3 separate regions of the Mus musculus genome follow, and regions 1 and 2 are each linked to region 3. The links are chromatin contacts, called in public promoter capture Hi-C maps. All regions are on one chromosome and are shown on one strand. Each heading gives the region's core, a stretch centred on a gene start, on an enhancer-like site or on the middle of the called end of the contact. The rest is flanking DNA. Distances are from core to core; before and after follow the strand shown.

Region 1 (3,264 bases), core at 227-2,726, 350 kb after region 3:
GGACTGGAGAGATGGTTGAGAGTACTGGCTGCTTTTCCAGAGGACCTGAATTTGGCTCCCAGCATCCACATGGTTGCTCATCACCAGCTGTATCTTCAGCTCTAGGGGATCTAACGCCCTCTTCTGGTCTCTGTAAGTATATGCATGTGCATGAGGCACACATACTATAAGTGCAGTCAAACAGCCATACACATACTATAAATATAAAGGTGGTGGGGGCTGGAGAGATGGCTCAGCAGCTAAGAACACTTGCTGCTCTTCCAGACGGCCTGTATCAGGGGCCTGAAACTCAAAGACTAGGGAATCAAATACCCTCTCCTGGCTTCTAGAGGTACCCTACTCCCCCAACAGGCATGAACATATATACGTACACACACATACACAGAACTTATAAAACATTAGGAAAGAACGTTCCTCTCTTCCTTCTGTCCCTGTGATCCTCCATCCAGTCATGGCTCTTGTCCATGGGAAGCATGGAAGTCACCATCTTGGAAGGTGAATATTTTTCTCCTTTCTCCACTTATTCACACCAGAGCCTGGAGTTCTCTAGGCTTCTGAGGAGCTATTTAAATGTACAGACAGCAGACCCACACCCAGGGGGCTTCATGGTCTTGGATGGAGTCAACTGATTATGCACAACTCTCTCTCTCTCTCTCTCTCTCTCTCTCTCTCTCTCTCTCTCTCTCTCTCCCAACAGCATCTCACCTCGTAGCCCTATCTGGCCCGGATCCCACAGAGATTCACCTGCCTCTGTCTCCAACTGCTGGGGATCCAAGTTGTGTACCACCATGCCTGGCTTGTTTAACTTTTGAGATGTGGTTTGATATGTGCCCCATCTGTCCCCAAGCTTTCTGGTAACCCAGGCAGCCTTTGAACTCACGATCCTCCTGCTTCGCCCTTCCTGTGCCACCACACCCAGGCATGATGGATGTTCACCCAGCATGCTCTTATGTGTCAGGCACATGCCTCTGGGCACTTGAGATGCATTTGAGAAAATTCAAGGAGCTCAAGGGAGGGTGGAGAATCTTCATTCAAAGGGAAGGGCATCAAGGCAGGGACTCTGCTGTTTACTTCTGAATCACAGGCCGCAAAGATCACAACGCTGGCTGAGTAACTGAGTTACCCTTCCGCCTTCTAGCCTTCAGTACCCAACAGGATCCTTTTCTGGGCCCTCAGCTCTGTGATAACAATCTTTTCAAACTGTTCTGCCATCAGCGTGCTACAGTGCCTGGTGGCACCTAATAGGTGCAGTGTAATACGTGGAGTACATTTCCAGAAATCTATACTCCGTTCTAGAGCTTAAGCTTCCGGGACATCAAACGGACATTAATCAATTCGTACAAATACTCAGGGAGGGAGGCTTCTTCTGGACGGTCGGGGTGTCCCGCAGACACCCCAATCAGAGGACCGTGGGCTCCTGGGAGCAGCAGGGCTCGCCCCGCCCCCTCCACCGCGCAGCCCTCCCCTCGTCCTCCGCCCACTCCTGTCGGTCTCCCGGCGGTGGCAGCGGCTGGCTTTGTCTCCCGGGCAGGGCTCCCTCCCCCAGCAGCTAGCTGCCCAGCGAGGAAGCGGTAGAGCTGTCCAGCATCCCGGTGCTGAAAGCCGGAGCACCGGCCCTTGCTCCACCATGTAAGGGTCATGCCCAGGCTCGCCCTGGCGCACCGCGGACATGGAGGAGGATCTGTTCCAGCTCAGGCAGTTGCCGTGAGTACCGCGGGGGGCGAAGGGAGGCTGGCAGGGCGCCCTTTAGAAGAGCAAAGCCTGCAGGGGTGCATCCCCGCACGGCCTCTTGGATTGGAAAATGCTGTTACAGACGGAAGAATTGGGCCTGGAGGAGACAAGCCATTTTCTCAGCCCAGCTTCTGTTTCTCATTCATTTCCCTACCCCCCCCCCCCCAAGATCTGTCAGGACCTTGTGGGAATCCTTAGTTTCTGTGTTTTCCCTTGGAAATCGCTCTCAACCCCGAAGGGGGTTTGAGGTCTAGGCTGTGAGAATGCATTGGATGCTGTTTGGAAATGTGGGCTGAATTGACAAGGGCTGACATCTGTCCCTTTCCAGCCTTTCTCCTATACTATGCAATTCCTGATTTTTCCCCCCTACAAGGTCTTTCGGAAAGGAACGGTGTGAGGTTGCAAACTGCTTTCTAAACAGCACGTATGCTTTCCTAGAGGAGAGGCTGTTTGTGTAGCACGTGAATGAGACGGCTTGTGAGTCCTGGCTTGAGACTCTTGTCTTCTGAATGAAAGGTTGGGGGGGGGGTAGCTAGCTGGAGTATGCTTTGGCTTGGACACACCAGGAATGCATTCCTTTGAGGTTGGAAAATTTCTGGGGATACCTACTTCACTGAGAATCTTGTGGGAACCACAGAGAGGCAGTGGAAAAGACAGAGAGGCCTTCAGAGGTATTTACAGATAGCTTTCCTGCCACAGCAATGGTGTTTTGTTAAAGCAAATTCCAGGATTCCCGTTTTAATTTTTAACTGGCAGGTGGAAGTCAATTCTGCTTGGGTCTGTTGAGAAGGACTGGGTATTGTTAGCATGTGTAACTTTAAAAATGGTGTGCCCCCCCAAACCTCAAGCCACGGAGGAACCCTCTCAAGTGACTTTTAGTGTGACTGGTCTGGCTCTCTGAGACTCTTGAGTGTTTGTGGGGGTTGCCATATTTACTTCTCAATTCGGTCAAATTATTTTTCATTACACAGCTTTCAGGAATTAAAATTGTACTTTTACGCTTCTGTTAATAGATCCATAAATACCCCCCAACTAATGACAGCTTCATTTCACGATGCTAAAGGGTACCCGCTTCTAATACCCCAAAGCAAAAAATATAACTCTCAGAACAGACAGCCCTCCTCAAGGAAATCATGCCACGCTCCCTGAGCTCAAACACTGTGTTCCCAGAGCCCAATGATCACCCCGAATACAAAGGCAACCCACAAACTGAAACAATGTTGCTCAGAATAAGAACACGTACTGGGATGTCAGCTTTTAGTGGAATGAATTTTCACACCCCAGCAGACCATGTGATCATGGCAAAGGACATATGTGCCTTTAGCTTTCCAGAATGTAGGCATCATGACATTACATACTAATTTTTTTTCCATAGCTAAAAGAGACTGAAAACTGGGGAACCAGGGTTTGTCTCATTCACACTCGAAATGAGCACTTGTCTACCATGCACAGGGCCTTGGGTACCATCCGTGGTGTGAAATATACAGAAAGAAATTATGAGACTAGGGAAACTTATATATGTATATATGTAAT
Region 2 (3,359 bases), core at 322-2,821, 480 kb before region 3:
CTTGCAGATTTGGCTAGACTGATAGGCCAAGGAGACTGGTTGGTAGGCCTAGTGGTTCTCTTGTCTCTGCCTCTGCAGGGCTGGGATAATAAGTTTGAGCAGCTACACTCAGCCCTTGCCCCACCCCCTTCCAGGGTCTGTTGAACCTGTGATCCTTAGCTCAGCTAGGGGGTAGGGGTGGCAGTTGGAAGAAGGATTTAAGGAGGAAAAAAAAATATTAGTGAGAAACTTGGGTCACCGTTTGAGTAGCCGGGTTCAAATCCCAGCTCTGACGTCAGCAGTTACATCTCTGAACAAGCCCAATGGCTACTCTCAGCCTCCATTTTAAGAGTCTTTCAGTTATCAAAATATTAAAACGTGGAAAAAATTAGGAAGAAGATACCATCCAGGCAGCCAGCACATCTAAACTTGCCACATCGGTGACTGTCTTTCTTTTGTACATGCTAGGCTTTCACTCTAGCCTTGAGCCACATCCACAGATCCCGCATTTGTGTCATCTCAATCACTTTAAAGTGAGTAGCGGACAGCAAGGAGCTTTGCCCCAATACAGCATAGCATGTGTCCCCCTAAAGAGAGTTCCCCACCCCAGTAGGTGCGATTTAACTTGACAAACGGCAGTTTTCTTACCAAAATGCAGGTCATATTAAACATTTACCACTCATCCCCAAACTCACACTCTCTCTGTGTCTCTGTCTGTCTGTGGTGTGTGTGTGTGTGTGTGTGTGTGTATGTGTGTGTGTGTGTGTGTGTTGTTCTGTGATATGTAACCTAGGCTGTGAACCAACCATCCTCTTGCTTCTCTACCTCCCACATGCTGGGGTTGCAAGAATGGGCCCCCAAGTCAGGCTCTCAAAAATTGTTATTTACAAATTACATGTCAGGATCCAACTAGAGGCCTTGCATTGCATGTGGTCACTGTAGCTCTGACATTGTGGAGCCTTTGTTAGGCTCATCTGTAAAATGGGACAAGAATGGTATCTATCTCTCAGAGTATAAGTTTTAATGATAGAATATGCAGGCTTTCCCTACCATTTTCTCCAGAGGTGGTCTTTTATTATCTTCTTTAGTAGTTCATTCTGCTCAAGGCTCGCGGGGCTGTCTCGAGATGTCAGAAGCGTGAACTAGGGATCACGAGGCGAGGGGACTCCCTGGCACTGGGGTTTGCCCTGTCCTGGCTGGGAATGGTGAAGTCCAGTCTTACCTTGAGTACCTTGAGCACGCGCACATCCCGAGCCGGGCCACGATCTTCACGGAAATTCTCCTGCCTCAGGAACTGCTCCACTGTCTGCACGGTCTCCAGGACCTCTTCTTTCCACTCTCTGGTTGGCTGCAGCCACTGAGCCACAAAGGAGTCCAGCTTGGAGGCCGGGAAGCCGTACAGCTCCTGGGCGACTGCCATGGCTACAAACTGACCGTCAGCTACCTCAGGCAGGCGCAGGGCTATATAGCCAAGCACCCATCCAGCTGCCGGTACTCACCTCCTCCTTTTTTAAGGCGGCTCCTTTCCAGCTGACCTCTGGCACCCAATGGCGGAAAGGGGGGTGAAGAGAGAAGCTTGGGAGCATGGCTCTATGGGGGGGTCCCCTCCTTGGAGATTTATTGTCATGGTAGGTGTGCCGAGGGACCAGAGGCTGGGGTTGGCCGGTCTGGACCGCCTTAACAGGGTTGGCATGGGGCCAACTTTTGTGCTGTTAAGTTTCGATTCTCAACATTTGTAGTTTCTCTTTTGTGACGTTTGTAAACTGAAATTGGCTTGAGTCTGACCTTCCAGAGACACCTTGTCTGGATGACTTAGGCCAACTGCCCCGACCCGTCATAGGGAAACTGAGGTTTGGAAAGAGAAAGAGCCTAGTCATGGCTGTGGTAAGGAATGAGGAATCTGGAATCAGAAGGACACTTTGAGGTTGTCAGATGCTTTTTCTTTATTTTATTTCAAAGAATTATTATTATATTTATATAAAAGTTAGTATATTTCATTTAAAAGATTTAAATTTTTATTTATATTTTATTTACTTTATATTTACATATATTTATATGAGAAAATTATATTTATGTATTTTGGGTTTTTTTTTAGGAGGGGGACGCATGTCATGGCACAAATGTGGGGGTCAGAGTAAAACCTGCAGGGGCCTGTTGTCTGCTTCCACCGCACGTGGATTTTAGGACCCATACTTGGGTCATTAGGCGTGGCAATATGGTGTGAAACGAGGAAAAGAGAAACTCATATGGTAGGACATGAAATATGGCGAGAAACACTGAAAAACGTGCAAAAAGAGAAACACACGGTAGGACCTGGAATATGGCGAGAAACAGTGAAAAACGTGAAATATGAGAAATACACACTGTAGGACCTGGATTGTGGCCAGCCTGGTCTACAGAGTGAGTTCCAGGACAGCCAGGACTACACAGAGAAACTCTTATCTCATAGAAACAGGAAACAAAACATCTTGAATGTGTTTGCATTTAAGCACGCAAACACCACACACACAGTCTCAATAAAACGTTTTCAAAGCCAAAACAACCCAAATGAAGGTGCCTCTAACAGAGATCGTTACAGACATGAGACCTAGCAGGGGCTGTGTAGAGAAGTGGGTGGAGCCGGGCTCTGAGGTAGTTAAAGATTCAGAGCTGGGGTTGCTGAAAGAGTTCAGCAAAGCAGAACGAGGAAGAGCAGGAGGGTGAAGGAAAGGAGAACGTTCTGGAAGCCAAGTGATAATGCTGTTTGACAAAGAGGAAGTGGCTCACTAAGTCACATGTCAGGTGAGCCCGTTCAGCCTCCTTCCCAGGGTGAATCAGAAGCGTGGCGTGCAGAGAACTTAGAACCTAGCATGATCGCTCTGCCACCTTCTGTACTAAAGATAGACGGCAGCAATGCTACAGGCAGGGAGATGGGTCTGACACCGTGTGGCGGTCCATGCAGGATGCAGCAGTGAGCGGGCTGTGGTGGCACAGGCCTTTAATCCCAGCCCTAGGGAGGCAGAGGCAGGTGGATCTCTGTAAGTGTGAAACCAGACTGGTTGATACGGTGAATTCCAGGTCAGCTGAGGCTGCGTAATGAGACCTGTCTATAGAAAGAGAGAAGAGGGGCTGGAGAGATGGCTCAGCGGTTAAGAGCACTGACTGCTCTGTCGGAGGAGGTCCTGAGTTCAATTCCCAGCTACCACATGGTGGCTCACAATCATCTGTAATGGGATCCGATGCAGTCTTCTAGTGTATGTCTGAAAATAGCAATTAAAAAAAAACTCTTATAAAAATAGATAAATCTAAAGTTAAAAAGAAAAAAGGAAGGAAGAGGTGGGCAGGGGGGCGATGGGCACAGAGCGGATAAGGAAAGGGGCTGGGTCCCAATTTTTTTCTTT
Region 3 (3,362 bases), core at 227-2,726:
CCAGCTCCCTGGGGACTTTTTACCTTGCCATGGACCACAGCGTGTTCTCCATGGAGGATGACCTTCCCCGGGGCGGACACCAGCAGGGCTTCTGACAACATGGCTTCTGAGACTTCTGCAAGGAAAGAGAGAGAGAGAGAGAGAGAGAGAGAGAGAGAGAGAGAGAGAGAGAGAAACAAAGTTCCCTAGATGTTAGTTACAAACACCAGGAAGGCTGGGCTTGGAGGTGAACATCTTTCATCCCAGCACTGTGGAGGCAGAGGCAGGTGGATCTCTGGGTGTACGAGGCAAGCCTGGTCTACAGAGTGAATTCCAGGACAGCCAGGAGCATGTAGAGAAACTCCATCCAGAACTACCATCCAGAGCTATGTTCCAGGATGACAGTGCAGTGAGCCAGTCAGGTGGACAATGGGAAAAAAAAAATCTGGGTTCAGACCACAGCTCTTCCGTCCCCAGAATGTCTTATGCCATGAATCTGTTTCCCATATATCAGATAATAGAGGCAATACTGGAGGCTGACTCAAAGGACTACCAGCAGCAAGGCCTGTCTGTCTGGCAAAGTGGCCTCTTGACTATACTGAGCTACTCGGCACTGACAGGTTCTCAGCTCCAGAGTTTATTACCACTGCTGTTGCCAGTAGAAACTGACATGAGCTCAGGCATGGACTGCTTGCCTACTCTGAGGACGGCCATGTGTTTGATGCGTGTGGGAACGCGAGGTTTAGATAAAATCTTGCAGGAGAAAGAATCCTTCCCGGACCTCAAGACCACAACCAACCTGTCACAATCACAAACGCGGCTGCCGGGACTCACCTGTTAACGCCCTGTGTTGCACGTTCAAACAAGAACTTCTGCAAGGCAAGAGTCATGTCACAGAGTGGTTTTGCTGGATTTATGGGTGCATGCATTTTTACGTTGTTATAAATAATGCAAAAATCACCCGGGTTCAAGGCTTCACTGGCCACCCCACTGCACACTAAGTAGCCCAGTCTACGGGACCCTAGTCTAGGGGAAACTGTCCGATCTGAGGTCGCCGAGCGCTCAGATCGAGGACACGAAGGCAGAGAACCGCGGCGCCCGGCCCGGGGTGTCCGGGACCCGGTCCTCACGCCGCCCATCCCGCAGCCCAGGCTTCTCACCTGCCCCGGCCAGCGCCCAAGTGAGCTGAAACCCGGGCCGCAGCTCCCGGTCTTCTCCATATCAGATGGGAGAGTTCCAAGGAGGCGGGTGTGTCTTCCTGAGGCCAATCAGAGAGCTGGAGCTAAGGGCTCCTTTACAGATTGGGTCAAACATTAACCAATGGGAACTTCAAGCAAGCCGAAATTGCCTCGCCTCTTTCTACAAGTAATCCAATGGGAATCAAGAGCTGGGGAGTGCCCCGCCCTGGTGCGAGTGCCCCAGGCCAATAGGAAACAGCGATTGAGAGGTGGCGCGGCCGGCTGCGGGGCGGAGTCATCCCCGGGCCTGGACGGGTGCCTAGCCGGGTCAGTCTTGGATGCGTTACCGTGCGCATGGCTGTGTGGCTCTTTGGGGGTCGCCTCGGCCTGCGCGGGCGTCTCAGCGCCTGCAGACTGCTGTGTCCCCGTTTCCAGAGCCGTGGCCCTCAGGGCGGGGAAGACGGGGACAGGTGAGTTTCAGGCCTGGAGAGTAACTCAACACGGAGGAGGAACGGTTGTTTCCGTGGGTACATCACACCGATGACGTGCTCTATGTGGCCTGACGTCACTGGGCTCGTCATGGCGTCAGAGGCCAGGATTTCCTCCCCAAGTTCTAACGGAGTCTAGCTGTGGTCAGTCAGGGCAGGGGCATGCTCTTGTGGGTTTTGTCCGGCCTCCCCAAGCAGTTTGTTTGGATTAGGATTAAGACACCAGGAAGACATGGTAACACTTAGAAACTTGCATAGGGACTTGCAGACTACCATGACCTCATGATCAGCGTTCCCTGTCCAGTCCTCTGACTTTGAAATAATTTTGTGAATTCACATTTTAATTTTAAGTTATGCACTGCTAGTTGAAAATGGCAGAGTCGGGGTTCATTCGCAGTCCTCAAAAAAAAAAAAATTAAGTTAAAATAGCATTTTTGAAATTCCATTTTGACAGTGTATTTTTTTTTTTCCTTGACACTGAAAAATCTTAGAAAAGTGCAAGTGGCCTAGTTTTCTTTCCCCCAGAAGTGCTAACTTCTGTGTTGGGGTTAGAAGAGACAAGAGTTTGGGGAGGGTAATGGACCAGGTCAGGCTTACAGTAGAAGGGTTTTGGGCATGAATCCCAGCCCAGTCTCTTCCTGGAGATCTAGGAAGTTGAATCTTTGTGGGCTCCAGTTTCCTCAACGGAGAAGCGTATGGCTAACTTTGGGAGTGTGGGAGAAGCTGAAGGGCAGTTCCAGGAGCTAGCGGCTTTAGCCCACTGTGGAGCTAGGGCTACATGGAGTGACCAGTTAGTCCTTCCTGCCAGTATTTGCCAAGAATCTTTATTGAGCAGTATGCTACAGCAGCTGCTGTACAGGTAGAGACAGGGACAGGAAGCTGTCAGGAAGGGGCAGCGGGGAAATGGCTGACGGGAGATTGCCATCCCAGAGGCAGAGAAGTGCTGCCCCTGAGGTTGCAGACTGAAAGCTGGGCGTCACTCCCCGAGGCGCAGCCGTTCCCACTTACCACGCCTTTGTGTCTGTTTCTCATCAGGCTGCAGCCGTCCTCGACGGCAGCCAAGATCCCCAAGATTTACACCAAGACGGGAGACAAAGGTAGGCCACGCTGTAGCCATGTGACGGGTCTGAATATACATCATAAGTGTGAAGCCACAAGAAAGGTGCACTGTTCAAGTGTTCAAAACAAGTTGTAGCGCTGCTACAATGGCTCAGACTGCTCTTCTAGAGGTCCTGAGTTCAATTTCCAGCAATCACGTGGTGGCTCACAACCATCTGTAATGGACTCTGATGCCCTCTTCTGGTGTGTCTGAAGAGAGCACCAGTGTACTCATATACATAAAATAAATAAATCTAAAAGCAAAAAGCGGGGCTGGTGAGATGGCTCAGTGGTTAAGAGCGCTGACTGCTCTTCTGAAGGTCAGAACCACATGGTGGCTCACAACCATCCGTAATGAAATCTGACGCCCTCTTCTGGGGTGTCTGAGGACAGCTACAGTGTACTCACATATAATAAATAAATAAATAAATAAATAAATAAATCTTAAAAAAAAAAAAAAAAGCCAAGTTGTAAGGAAGCCAAGTATAGTGCACACCTGCAATCCCAGTACTTAGGAGCTGAGGTTGGAGAGTCACAAGTTCAAGACCAGCTAGGTTGATGTACCAAACTCCAAGGCAGCCTGCTCTACATAGTAAAACCCTGTCTTTTTTTTTTTTTT

The links. Promoter capture Hi-C pulls out the DNA fragments that hold promoters and counts their contacts. Capture Hi-C pulls out chosen DNA fragments and counts their contacts.
Region 1: a contact with region 3 is called in a promoter capture Hi-C map of adipose tissue. The contact joins the promoter of Svop here to the promoter of Mmab in region 3. A contact is called at or near these places in 2 of 39 promoter capture datasets (hippocampal neurons and pre-B cells) and 1 of 9 other capture datasets (adipose tissue).
Region 2: a promoter capture Hi-C map of pre-B cells shows a contact between it and region 3, with 3 times the contacts expected there. The contact joins the promoter of Oasl1 here to the promoter of Mmab in region 3. A contact is called at or near these places in 6 of 39 promoter capture datasets (the HPC-7 cell line, hippocampal neurons, liver and 2 more) and 1 of 9 other capture datasets (embryonic stem cells).

The regions. Positions count from the first base shown.
Region 1 is chr5:114,089,592-114,092,855 of GRCm38.p6, reverse strand. Svop (SV2 related protein) reads left to right here and starts at 1,476. Exons shown (of 16, transcript NM_026805.1): 1 at 1,476-1,704. The coding sequence starts at 1,670. It overlaps Gm16108 (predicted gene 16108), which reads right to left. Exons shown (of 3, transcript NR_166617.1): 3 at 2,972-3,264.
Region 2 is chr5:114,921,452-114,924,810 of GRCm38.p6, reverse strand. It overlaps Oasl1 (2'-5' oligoadenylate synthetase-like 1), which reads right to left and starts at 1,571. Exons shown (of 6, transcript NM_001359945.1): 1 at 1,202-1,571. The coding sequence starts at 1,399. Gm13822 (predicted gene 13822) reads left to right here and starts at 2,550. Exons shown (of 2, transcript NR_166682.1): 1 at 2,550-2,760.
Region 3 is chr5:114,442,141-114,445,502 of GRCm38.p6, reverse strand. It overlaps Mmab (methylmalonic aciduria (cobalamin deficiency) cblB type homolog (human)), which reads left to right and starts at 1,476. Exons shown (of 9, transcript NM_029956.4): 1 at 1,476-1,627; 2 at 2,681-2,742. The coding sequence starts at 1,512. It overlaps Mvk (mevalonate kinase), which reads right to left and starts at 1,234. Exons shown (of 11, transcript NM_023556.3): 1 at 1,140-1,234; 2 at 24-115. The coding sequence starts at 101.